Regions from separate parts of the Gossypium hirsutum genome. Here region 2 is linked to region 1. Evidence: chromatin contacts called from public Hi-C data. All regions are on one chromosome and are shown on one strand. Each heading gives the region's core, a stretch centred on a gene start, on an enhancer-like site or on the middle of the called end of the contact. The rest is flanking DNA. Distances are from core to core; before and after follow the strand shown. Region 1 holds the start of LOC107943894 (26S proteasome non-ATPase regulatory subunit 6 homolog). Region 2 overlaps LOC107886163 (callose synthase 10).

Evidence for each region. A called contact is a pair of places that touch in the nucleus more often than the background predicts.
Region 2: a contact with region 1 is called in a Hi-C map of leaf, with 3 times the contacts expected there. The contact joins the enhancer-like site here to the promoter of LOC107943894 in region 1. A contact is called at or near these places in 7 of 34 Hi-C or Micro-C datasets (callus, hypocotyl, leaf and 1 more).

What each region holds. Positions count from the first base shown.
Region 1 is chrA03:16,315,564-16,321,674 of Gossypium_hirsutum_v2.1, forward strand. LOC107943894 (26S proteasome non-ATPase regulatory subunit 6 homolog) reads right to left here and starts at 3,800. Exons shown (of 8, transcript XM_016877704.2): 1 at 3,460-3,800; 2 at 3,243-3,357; 3 at 1,933-2,023; 4 at 1,683-1,828; 5 at 1,365-1,584; 6 at 1,168-1,276; 7 at 888-1,056; 8 at 129-728. The coding sequence starts at 3,598. The coding sequence ends at 554.
Region 2 is chrA03:16,443,241-16,449,351 of Gossypium_hirsutum_v2.1, forward strand. It overlaps LOC107886163 (callose synthase 10), which reads left to right. Exons shown (of 51, transcript XM_016810012.2): 32 at 696-827; 33 at 944-1,012; 34 at 1,098-1,269; 35 at 1,663-1,771; 36 at 2,660-2,779; 37 at 4,373-4,488; 38 at 4,581-4,664; 39 at 5,347-5,459; 40 at 6,021-6,073. Among protein-coding and RNA genes, the nearest start is that of LOC107886163, 20 kb to the left of the region's middle. Within about 2 kb of position 3,276, at least 1 of the 9 cell types and tissues checked has an H3K27ac peak or open chromatin away from gene starts, as enhancers often do. A contact at or near this core is called in leaf, where this site is marked.

The DNA.
Region 1 (6,111 bases), core at 2,550-5,049:
ACATGCAATTTTTTTTTTTTTAAGTTTGAGATAATAAAAGTTTATTTAAAACATCAACATCTCATACCATATCAACCATATGGCCGGTACACCAGTTCAAACTGGTATTGGCCAAAACACAAACCGGAGCAGCAAAAACACACCGACATTTTGACTGAAATAAAACTTAAATTTACATATTGGTTTAGAATGGGAATGATATGTATCAGCTAGTACGATCAGTACCAATATAGTCCTGACTACCATGAGGCCAACCCCTTTTAAAATATTTCACAGATTATAGGAAAACCAGTAGTTTCTCAACATAATGATGCTGTAAATACTATTTTGTAGCTTTTCTACCGTAGAATGTGGGTACGGAAAGAAACTTTAAAAGATAGGTTTGTGTCAAACGCTCGAACTAGAATCTGAATAGCATAGAGTAAAAATGGTGAACTCCTATAAAACGGGAACTTGTGAACAACTTGCTAAGAAGCCTCTCAGCCTAGTAAAAACAGTTCTGAAACAGCCTATTTTCATAGTTCTTTGGAACTGTTTAATGTGACTAAATACTTCATAGGTCAATGACGCGTGACAACTTCTGGATCCGGTTTAGTAAGAAGTCACCTTGTTTAATGGTGGCTTGGTAAAGAGCATTCTTCGCATCAGGGCGGTTAGTTTCGAGAACACCAGCAACCTTGTCAATCTTGCAATGAAGCTTCCCTGCTGCAATGAAACGGGATAGCTCCCTGGGATCATGGAAGATAAAACACAATTATGTCAGGGCAGGAAAAAAAATACAGCCAAACTCAACCAATTTTAACAGCAATGCTAAAAGTAGGGAAAAGGGTATTTGTCAATGAACCCTAATCCCTAACCTAAAGAGGTCACTGGCTTTAATTACTCACATATCAATGAACTCCACCGTCACTCCAAAAGCCTTTGCCATAGCTTCAGTCGTAACACTTTTGTAGGATTCCAGAAATTGAGAGTAAACAACAGTTCTGACTTCCCTCATGTAAAACCGGAAATGAGGATGCAAATATCGGTCCAGTTTTATCTGCTCCGTCAGGCCAGCTAATATATAATTCAAACAAATTGAATGAACAGATCAGTGAAAAAAAATAGCTTTTATCAAACATGAGATAAAAAATTGTTAATGGCAGTAAAATTTAGACCAATACATACCGAAGGCTAAGAAGAAAGATTTGTACTGGCAATCATATAGAGAGTTTAAAAATTCCGAAAGATGTGGAATTTTTCCAATCACAGTCAGGATTTCAGGAGCATCAACCACCTACAAGATTTAAGAGATTAAGAGACTCGCCCAGGTAAAAGATAATACAGGTCATAGGATCAGAATGCTGAGGCAAACTCCAAAATACCTTTTGTTTCAGGGAAACTCTATCCAATGATATGATGCTAGTAAGCACGGTGTAAAATATGAATGTGTCATAAGGGAAAAGTTCATAAGTTGTGAAGGTTGAAATAGAATCCAAAAATAGATTGGCAGCTTTCTTAAAATTGCGAGTGGACATGCAATACAAGCCTTCATACACCTTTAAACGGTTCTTCCTCTCCCAGTCACCCCCTCCTTCAAACAAGCTGGCATCAAAATAGTAGCAGAGTAAGTAAAAGGCATACATCAGAAGTTATGCAAAAGCCAGAAGTAATAGAAACTGTTGATACATATTGTTATGTACTTTTTTGCTTTATCAATGCTCTTGGAAATAAGATCAAAATCCATATAGAACAAGCCAATTTGCAAAGTATAGAAAACCAAGTCCATCTTTTGGCCAACAGCAACTGTCTTGCTTTCTGTCAACTTCAGTTGCTCCAATGCTTTCTCCTACATTGAGAGGGCACACAAGTCAAGATGAGAAATACAGCACTCAAAAATGAATAGATGAGCTGACATCAGCTTCAAGAGTAATAAACTACAATTATAAATACCTTTTCACCTATCCGAATGTAATATAAGGATTTTGCTAAATGTGCTTCTCGAACTTCACTTTCACCTAAGTTTTCTTCAGCATCAGCAATCCTACAATGCCAAAAGGCAGACATGAGTTAAAACATAATTCAATAAGAAAAGAGTAATTAATCTCATATGTTAAGATTGTTTCTTTCCTTTGTTGAAGAGGCAGACTGGTGGTTGAAAGATATTGCGACGTAGTTTAGATGCGAGAGTTTTAGAAGAAAATTAATGTCATTTCATCATTCTTATATTAAAGCATTCATCATTGACAAAAAATTATTACCTCTTTAATAGATAACATCATTTAGTTCTAAATCCTAATAATATTACCATGCAAACTCTCAAGCAATTGAAACTGAGTTATGATCTTGACTGGTCGTACATCCTTATATAGATAGAAAAATGCTATCAATTCAAACCCCTCTAACTATTTTGTGACTGCTGTGGAGAGAGATTGACTGTCAGGCAACTGACAAGGAGTTATTATCTTGGAAGTGTACATTCTTGTATAGATAGAAAAAAAAATTGCTACAGATTCAAATCCATCTAAATATTTTTTGTATACAGTGTTAGAAGTAAATAATGCTATCTATTGTTTTATAAAACCAGCATTGTTCTTGGGTTGGTACTGCCTTGGGGCTTTTGGTGTGTGTATTTAATTCACCAAAAATAGGAACATTAGCAATTATTACTTCATCCCACTTCGTTTTTATTAAAGACCCTGAGAGTTGAGATAATTCAGCTACTACAATGAATTCTACCAACTCATTATCTATCTAGCTCAGCTGTATTTGATTAACAGCAGTTCATGGGCATACCTCTTGTAAATGTTACAACTCCAAACAAGTAACCATAATAAAGCAACTCTCATAATAACAGCTGCTAATAAAAAATGACCAAGAAAAGTTGCAAAGCATAAAGATATCAAAGCGACAGAAAGAAATTTAAAATTCAACCACTCACAACACTCAATTAAAGTTTCAATTCATGAAACCCCTTATTGGTTCATAATCTGTCTGTTTCTCCAAAAACTCAATCCACTACGAGTTCCCAATCACCAAGCAAATGATACGGTCAATACACGTTAGGCTAAAAGTTCCACATTATATTCTCATCAATTGAGAATTAAACAAACCCTAACCAACAATGTGAACCAAAAACCTTAAATATATACTTCCCATCAACAATTAAGGCCAGAAAACCTAAATCTACGATAAAGTAACTTTTTATTAACTAGCAACCACACAGGAAACGAAAATTAAAGGGGGAAAAAAGAAATACTCACTTCTCGTCAAGCTTCTTAATCTCCTCCTCATTCTTGGCACGCATCGATTCCAAAAGGCTCTGATCCAGCTCCAACACTTCATCAGTAACGAGGGTTTCATAATATGAAGTCATATCTAAAACCACCACAACAACGAAAAAAAAAACAACGCATATCGTGTAAAATTAGAAGCGGAATAATTAACTCGCAAGGAGAAGAGTTGAATCTGGGAAGTTACCATTGGATTGGACCGAGTTGAGGACCTCATCCCTGAGACGGACCTTCTCAATGTCAGAGACGTCTGGATGCTTGAGGAGGAAGACGTTGTGAGCAAGGATGAGTTGCTGTGACTGCTGAGTTCCATCTTGTGTGTCCATGGCTGAGTCGATGCAGTGAACACGGAGTTGGAGCGAAAGGAGCCCTGCTTCTCTTTTGAGATAGCTTGGGAACTGAGAAATAGGAAAATAAATCTGGTTTGGGATAGTATACACAGGAATGAAGAAAAAATTCCCATGGAAATGGAGAAATTATTCTTTAGTCCCTTCCTAGCCCCAACCAATTTTTTTATAAACTATGTTACTGGTGACTAACAATGTTTTTTTTTTTTCATTTTGATTATTCAATTATTTATTTTTATTTATTTTTATCGAGCTATTTTTTATTTTTTTAGTGATAAAAAAATTAAATAATTAAATAATTATTTTGTAATTTTTTATATGGGATGACCAGTTAAAAAAAACCTGTATTCGGGTCACCTCTACTTTACTCTTTTTTTTTTTTTTTGTTTTTAGAGCTCATGGTAACAAAATTAGGCAAAAGACAAAAGAGTATAAAAGGTATAACCAATTGAGCATTTATGAAAAAAAACTTAATTAGCCCTTTTATTAACAGCATTAATGTAGCTTACGAAGCTCCCACATGACATGTTCTGTGGGCAACTTGTTGCCCTTACATACTAGCATATATTTAAAGATAAAAAAAATCTAAAAAAATGAATATTATAAAATGAATTATTAAAAATAGTAAATAATTATAAAAATATTAAAATTTATAATATACGAAAAATCATAAAATTTGTTGTTTTTACATGTCTAAATTAAATTTAAACAATTATTTATCTCGATTTATTTTGAATATAAATTTTAAATATTATAAAAATATTTAAAAGTAATCAAATATAAATAATTATTAAAAATATAAAATATATCGAATAAAATTTAAAATTTAATCTTAATATTTTTATTATTTAAATATTTAAATTTATTATTTTTTGTAAAAAATGGACATTAATACATTTATACAATCATATTTAAAAATAAAGTGTTATAAACTTAGGTCACGTACATTATTAAAAGTAAATTGTTATTAACTTTTTAAGTATAAATATTAAAATTTTTAAAATTTCATCAAAATATAAATACACCACATACAAGTTATAAATTTATGAGGGCACCATATTTTCAGAAAATTAGCTTCTAGGAGGTTTGTATCTGAAACTCATAATTAATAAACAACAAATTAAATTTTTAAATGTTAGATTTAGGGCTATGATTTTAATACTTTTTATGTGCTACTTTTTAATTATCATCATTTTCCTTTTCTAAAATTTTTAAATTTTTAATAATTATTTATAATCTTTGTTTTACCATTTTTATTATTTATTTCTAATTTTTAAAATATTTTTATATTGAGAATTTATGACCAAAATAAACCTAAACATGTAAAAACATTAATCTTTATAACTTTTAGAATTTTTATAAACTTTTTAATTTTTTTATTTAATAATCGTCTTGATAATTGTTATTTCCTTATTGAACATATTTTTATTTTTTTTAGCTCTAGTTTTTCAAGCATTTTGATACAACAAAAAGTATATTAAAAATTCTCTATTTAAATTTGTAAAAATTATTTATAAGTCCTTAAAATTATTTCTAAAGTGTTGGATAAAATAAACTTTTAAAAAGCCTTAATTTAACTTAATTTTTAATAAGTTTTTAACGTTCGAAGAACTTCTACCAATACTTAGGTGGACAAATATCAGTAGAACTCAAGATGAAAAGACCTTTAAAAGGTTACAGAATTCTACCAGTAGAACTAGGAGTTCTACTGATACAAGTCCACTTCTATCGATACAACGAAGCTGCAGACTGCAGTAATACTAATTTTTATGTCTACAACGACTCTATTTTGTTTCTAACGGCTACAAACGACCACAAAGTTGTTAGAATACTTAAATACAAGGTCAAGGCTCCTCATTAATATATAGAAACAGGTGCCTATATTCCAAAAACTCAAATTTTCAATCTTTTACTAAATATTTCTTGTACACACTTGTGGGTTAAGTCTTTTATCATTCTTTCAAGTGTTATAACTTTGTGTGAGAGTGCTTAATTGTTGATTATCTACCTTATAGAGGTATCATCTTATTCATTATTATTTTCTCTCATTTGTGAGGTGTTACTTAAGGTTTTGGGTACAAAACCTTAAGGGGAAGTGGTTCTATCTTACCTTTGAAAAAATATGAATTTATAAGGTTAAACATTGTCCTTGAAGGTTCAAATCTAGTGGATTTGGAAAATCCTTAGTTGAGGAAAGTTAAGGTAGTGGAAGTAGGCAATTGTGACCGAACCACTACAAATACTTGAGCCAATTTATTTTTTTCATTTCTCAAAAACATTTTAATACACCAATTCACTCCACTCTTGGTGTATTTCGATCTCAATAATTGGTATCAAAGCTAGAACCCTAGAGATTGATTTACCACCAAGAAAGAAGATCCTCAAGATATCCAAGATAGAAGCTATAAGTCAAGAAATTTGCTTCATAGCATTGGAACAAAATTCCACCATATTAGGAGAAGGCATTCCACTATGATGCCTCATTTATTCAA
Region 2 (6,111 bases), core at 2,026-4,525, 130 kb after region 1:
GGCATTTTGATAAAATCATGCTGTTATCATTCTTATTGTCAATTCTGGTTAGTTGCTTGATGCAAGGCGTGTCAAGCTTTATCTCTTAAATGTAATGTGTTGCTAATAAACGCAAAGGTCTTTATTTGCATCCAAGCAGCATGTGTTGTTACCTACTCTTAACTGCTGAATTGTTTTCAAACTCTTTCTCCAATTCCTGGTCAAGTTTTGTAGCATGCCAGGTTGGATGGAATTATTTGCAAGCATTTCTTTTTGTATATATTCTAAAGAGAGAATTGATATTAATTGCAATCATTTTTGTATGGTGAATTTGTTCGTTTAAGACAGATAATTCTCTGCACTTTGAATTGGGGTTTGCTGAAATGTTACTTGTTTTGTAATAAATTTGATAGAAAGCAGTAACAAAGAAAATAATTAAAACTTGAGTTTCCTAGCACTGTCGTGCAATTTATGGTTGGATTTGAGAAGTAAATAAGTTCCTGATTGACAACACAGGTAGGGGAGTGGGAGCAGAAATAAATAGCATTTGGTGCCTACCTCTGACATGCCCCATTGTCATCCCTATTGTTTTTAGTTTAGTTATATTCGTGGACTTATGAAATTTTCTTGCTTCGCATCCTTTGCCTGTTGTTGAGGGCTTATTTTATATTGGGTTATATCTCTATGTGATAAAGTCCCTGTTCTTCTGACTTTAGATGAATGGGAGAATTATTTAGAGCGGATTAATGAAGGAAAGTCTACCGGGAATGTAGAAGCTCAACGAAGTAATAATGATTTGGAGCTTCGATTTTGGGCATCTTATCGAGGGCAGACTCTAGCCAGGACTGGTTAGCCAGTATTTCTTTCTTATGGAATACCTGATATATCTAGTCCAGTATTATGTGAAATGCCGAAAGGCTGTTTATTCTTTCAATATGATCTCTCTTATAATCTTGAAATGCAGTTCGTGGTATGATGTATTATAGAAGGGCATTAATGCTACAAAGTTTTCTAGAAAGGAGATCTTTGGGAGGTATTCACTTCAAACCTTATGCAATGACCTGTACTGTTAAGGATAAGCCATTGATATGCTCATACCATATTTTCTTGTTTAACAGTGGACGCATATTCTCAAAGTGACTACCTGACAACTGAAGGCTTTGAATTGTCTCGTGAAGCTCGAGCACAAGCAGATATAAAGTTTACTTATGTTGTTTCATGTCAAATTTATGGTCAACAGAAGCAGAATAAGAAACCTGAAGCTGTTGATATTGCTCTTTTGCTACAGAGGTATCGTTTACCTTTTATTAATTGAAGACAGATAATAGCACCTAATTGACCTTAATTTATAGTTGATTTGGGGGGGCCACTGAGCTGCAAGATTCAGTTGCGAAGTAGTAAAGCATGTTTGGTTGGTCAAAAACTTGGATGCTAGGTGTCTGGCTTGCTTGTCGTTCAGATACTTTAATGCCATTCCTTACAGTTGCAGATCCCTTGTTGTTAGCATTACGATAATATCATTTCATAAAGGCTTTACTATTTTCATTCTGTTTGCTTCTGTATAATTTACTCATGATCTTTGATTAATTGCACCCTGTGGCTTTTATGATATTGGTATGATCCTTGATTTATTGTACCATGTTATGGCTTTAATGACAATGGTATTTTGTTTGTTTTTTCTAGGAATGAAGCCCTTCGAGTTGCATTCATACATGCTGAGGAGGTTGGAGCAGACGGGAAAAGGCAATTTTATTCAAAGCTTGTCAAAGCTGATATAAATGGAAAAGATCAGGTTCAGCATTGATTTTTCTTGTCTTGTATTTATTAAAAATCTTTTATTGGCATGGGTTGATGGTTGCACAGAGTTTTTCTAAGTAAAAAAACAAGTAGTGAGCTAATAACTAGATTGAATATGTATTTTTATTTTGGTGGGGGTAGGCAGAGCATTCCAACGTGCAACATCTTTATTATGGTTTGATGTCCTTTACTACTGATGTGCATTTCCATTCATTCTTTTCACATTAGTTGAATTAAAATAAAGATCCTTATTCAAAATCAAATTTCAAGTGATGGTGGAAAGATAGTAAACAAGTTGCAAGTGCAACAGTGTTCTTTTCTTAATGTTTTCAAAATAGTCATTTGTTGGAATGAGAGCTTGCTTCATTGTGTTCGCTTTGCAAGTACGTTTATGCTTTGTCATTCTTGGCCTTGAAGTCAGTGAGCTATTTCGTCACTTAGATTTGATATGATATGCGCATGCTAAAATTTGACTTTGTTTCAACTTTTTAGGTTGTACTTTGATATATCATTGCAATTATTGGACTATAATATGTTGTGGGAATAATAAACTTTGATTACAATATATATTGTTGAACTGCTTCAGTGGCAGAGCTGAATAATTATCTTCTTTTCTGTATAGATTATGTTTTTTTTTTTACCCTACCAGTCACTGTAGGTTGTTTTACAAGGCCTTTATAGTGCCTTTCTTAGGTGTGTGGTGGATATACTTTCTTGGATTTAATGACTCCTGCCCTTTTATTGCCATAAATTTGCTTGCTGGATAGCTTTTTATATTTAATTTTTTTGTTAAATATACAATTTTTAATGGTTCTGTTTTCTCCTATAATGTTGTAGAAGAGATTTGTTGTTAAAATTTTCTATGCCTTTTTCCTTTTTTCAGGAAGTCTATTCAATTAAACTTCCTGGAGATCCTAAGCTTGGAGAAGGGAAACCTGAAAACCAGAACCATGCTATTATCTTCACACGAGGGGAAGCTATTCAAACTATTGACATGAATCAGGTAATTTAGTATTCTGTGCATTGTTCTGAGTCCTTGTAGTTTTTGTCATTAAAAAAAAATTGAACTTAATATTCGTAATTGAGTGTCAATTAGGAAGCTGGTAAATGCTTCTTTCAGTCTTAACCTTTTGGCTTTTACCGTGATTTTAGTAAAAAGAAAAGAGGTTCATATAGTTTTGTCAGCACTAGTTGTCTAGTTCCACGTCTCTACATATTTTTTATATGATAATAGATTTCAAGAAAAGAAGAAATGAATGGGGCCAGATCTTTTGTTGCCGAGTACTCAAGGCCTGCTGACTTGGATATTTTATCTGTTGGCTTGATAAGTTCTTTGGTTAATTGATTAGTATGCATTATTGTTGGATTTGTCTCACTTTATTTTCTGTTATTTTGGTTTCTTCACTGTTGTTAGTACTCACTACTCTGTGATGAGTGATTGACTAGGAATGCTGGATTCTACCATGAAACTGGTGCTGGGACTAGACCTGTGACCTGTGCATGGGCTGGGCAGCCCCACCCGGTAGGCCTGGCCTGTCTTGGGCTGGGCTTGGACAAGGTTTATGTCTTGGCCTAGCCTGGCTCGAATTTAATTTAAATAATATTTAAAAAAATTAAACTTAATTTTAAAATATTAGTCTAAAAAATATTTTTAATATTTTATTTTTTTAACAGTGAACTGGCCTTTTTGGCCGGGCTGGGCTGAAAATGACCCTGGGCTTACTTTTTGGACTTGGGCCACACTCTGGCCCAGCCCATGGACAGGTCTACTTAAAAAAAAAGATGTAAAAATCTTCATTCTATTTGTGGTGCTTGTAATCATATATTTCTATGGCTGCTTTGATTATGGTTGCTTCAAATGTGGTTCTATTTTCTGCATATTATGGTAGCTTTGATTTCCATGGCTCACTGGTTTCAAGATCTTGTTCTATTTTCATGCTTGTTTATGTTTCCTGGAATCTGTGCAGATAAGCTGCTTGTTATTATTAAGGGAAAGCTGTGAGAAGTTCTAGCATGAGCTTTTTAAAATAAGCTTTCTATCAGTTCCAACTAGACAAAATGTTACTCAATTACACAAATTATTATAACTTATAAAAGTTGTGTAATTATACAATTACACATAACAGTACCCAATTACACAAGAATTACTTATTACATAACTTATTACAACTTTCATAATATTTTGGGTAATAGTTTTTGTAACATTGGGGCTAATGGAAAGCTCATATTAAGGGGCTCTTTTTAGAAATTTCCGAAGGCTGTAACAGAGTTAACACATCATTAACATTTCTGCTTTTTGTTGGATGTCTAGCATTTCAAATAACCATGTTATAGTTTCATTTAATGTTTCTCTGTGTGTTCTAGTCTTTCTTATTAGGTGCTGTCTTTACTTTCTCCACAGATGCCTTGTAATACTTGCCTTTCATGTTGGTTTTTCTTTTTCCTTTTTTTTTTTTTGCAAGGTTAAAGATTGTGGCAATGTAGTATGATTTGTAGTGAAGATTATAAATAATGCCCATAATGCATACAATTACATATTTAAAGATTATAAATAATGCCTTGTAATACTTGCCTTTCATGTTGTCTTGTTGTGTAGGACAACTACCTTGAGGAGGCAATGAAAATGAGAAATCTTCTTGAGGAGTTTCGAGAAAATCATGGAATTCGACCTCCAACTATTCTTGGTGTTAGAGAGCATGTTTTTACCGGAAGGTTTTGTTTCCTTTTAACTGAAATATTCATTCCTATAAATTTATCTCTTTCTTTATCTCCCTAAGACGTACGATGTGGATATATACATGCAGTGTTTCATCTCTAGCGTGGTTCATGTCTAATCAGGAGACTAGTTTTGTCACTTTGGGCCAGCGTGTGTTAGCAAATCCTCTCAAGTGAGTGTATCTACTGTAAAAGGCTATTCCTGATTATATGAATAAAGTTATCATGTGTATCATTTCCCAAAACACTTGAATTTATCGGCAGCAGGTCCTGTTAAGCTAGCATTTGAGTCCTCAAGGGACTTTTCTTTGTATTCTATGATCAATGAAACACCTTTGCTAGCCAGGATTTAGTGTGAATGTTTTATGTCTTTTCCACTGTCTTCTTCCCAGCCACTGGCCTATATTGGACAGTTCTGTCACATGATTGCAATTGTAAAATCCTTTTTTTTATTACGACAGTGGATGAATTCTTGTATGACACTGGGAAGCTTAAAAGAATAGCTGTCAGTGTCTAGTGTTGCTCATTTAATTTTTTTTGAAATTCAGGAAGTATACTCATTGCCACCTTGATGTCATGAAAACATGTCTTGCACATATTGAACTGTCTTCATGGTGTTTATTTTTCAAGGAAAAGTGTTTTTACACTCCTTTACATTATTACTTTCAATTTTTCATGTATGATTGCTTAGTTTAGTGCTTGGGAACTGTAGTTTTTGTTGATTTCTTGAGTTTTCCTCTGAAGCATTAAGATAGGGTTTCTAGCTTGTTTTTCAATCTGCACTTAATATGTTGTTCTTTGAAGGGGCTTTTTCGGTTCATTACTTATGTCCATTTTCATGTGGGGAAAATGCAGAGTTCGTATGCATTATGGGCATCCTGATGTATTTGATCGGATCTTTCATATAACTAGAGGAGGGATTAGTAAGGCATCTCGTGTTATCAATATTAGTGAAGACATATATGCAGGTAAGCTTGGATGATGAGAATTTTTTTTTGTTTCCATTTTTAAAGTGCATTAGAATTCTCAACTCAACTACTTGAGCTACTTTCTTTTCTTCATTTCTTTGCATTTACTTTTGAAGGCCAAGGATACCTTGTACACAAGTGTATCCAAAAGTCAACCCCTAAAACCATCTGATAAACGCATAGGGGAACTGGAGAAGATTTCATTCTTATTTTCCCTGGTTTTAATTTTATTTTTCCTTAATCTTTTGTAGTTTACAACTTTCCCGTGCTTGTTTTACTATAATAAAAAAAACATTGCAATTACGTTCTCTTTTTTCAGAACTTCCTTGCTAGGTATTTGGGATTAAACCACTTAACTGGAGTCATGCTAGTCACTTTAGCAAAACACACACTGGTGCCACCAAGTATGAACTGAAAGTTCTTAAACTGCAATCCTTGGGAGATTGTCAGAGTGAAAATTTTACCATGAAGCAATACGAACAGAAAAAAAGGAGCCTACTATTGTTGCTTAAAGCTTATTTTCAGCTAATTTAATGATATACCTAAATAAAATTTTTACAGGGTTCAACTCTACTTTGAGGCAAGGTAACATCACCCATCATGAATACATTCAGGTTTGTTCTTTCTTTTTTGGCTTTTTTCTTCTTTTTTT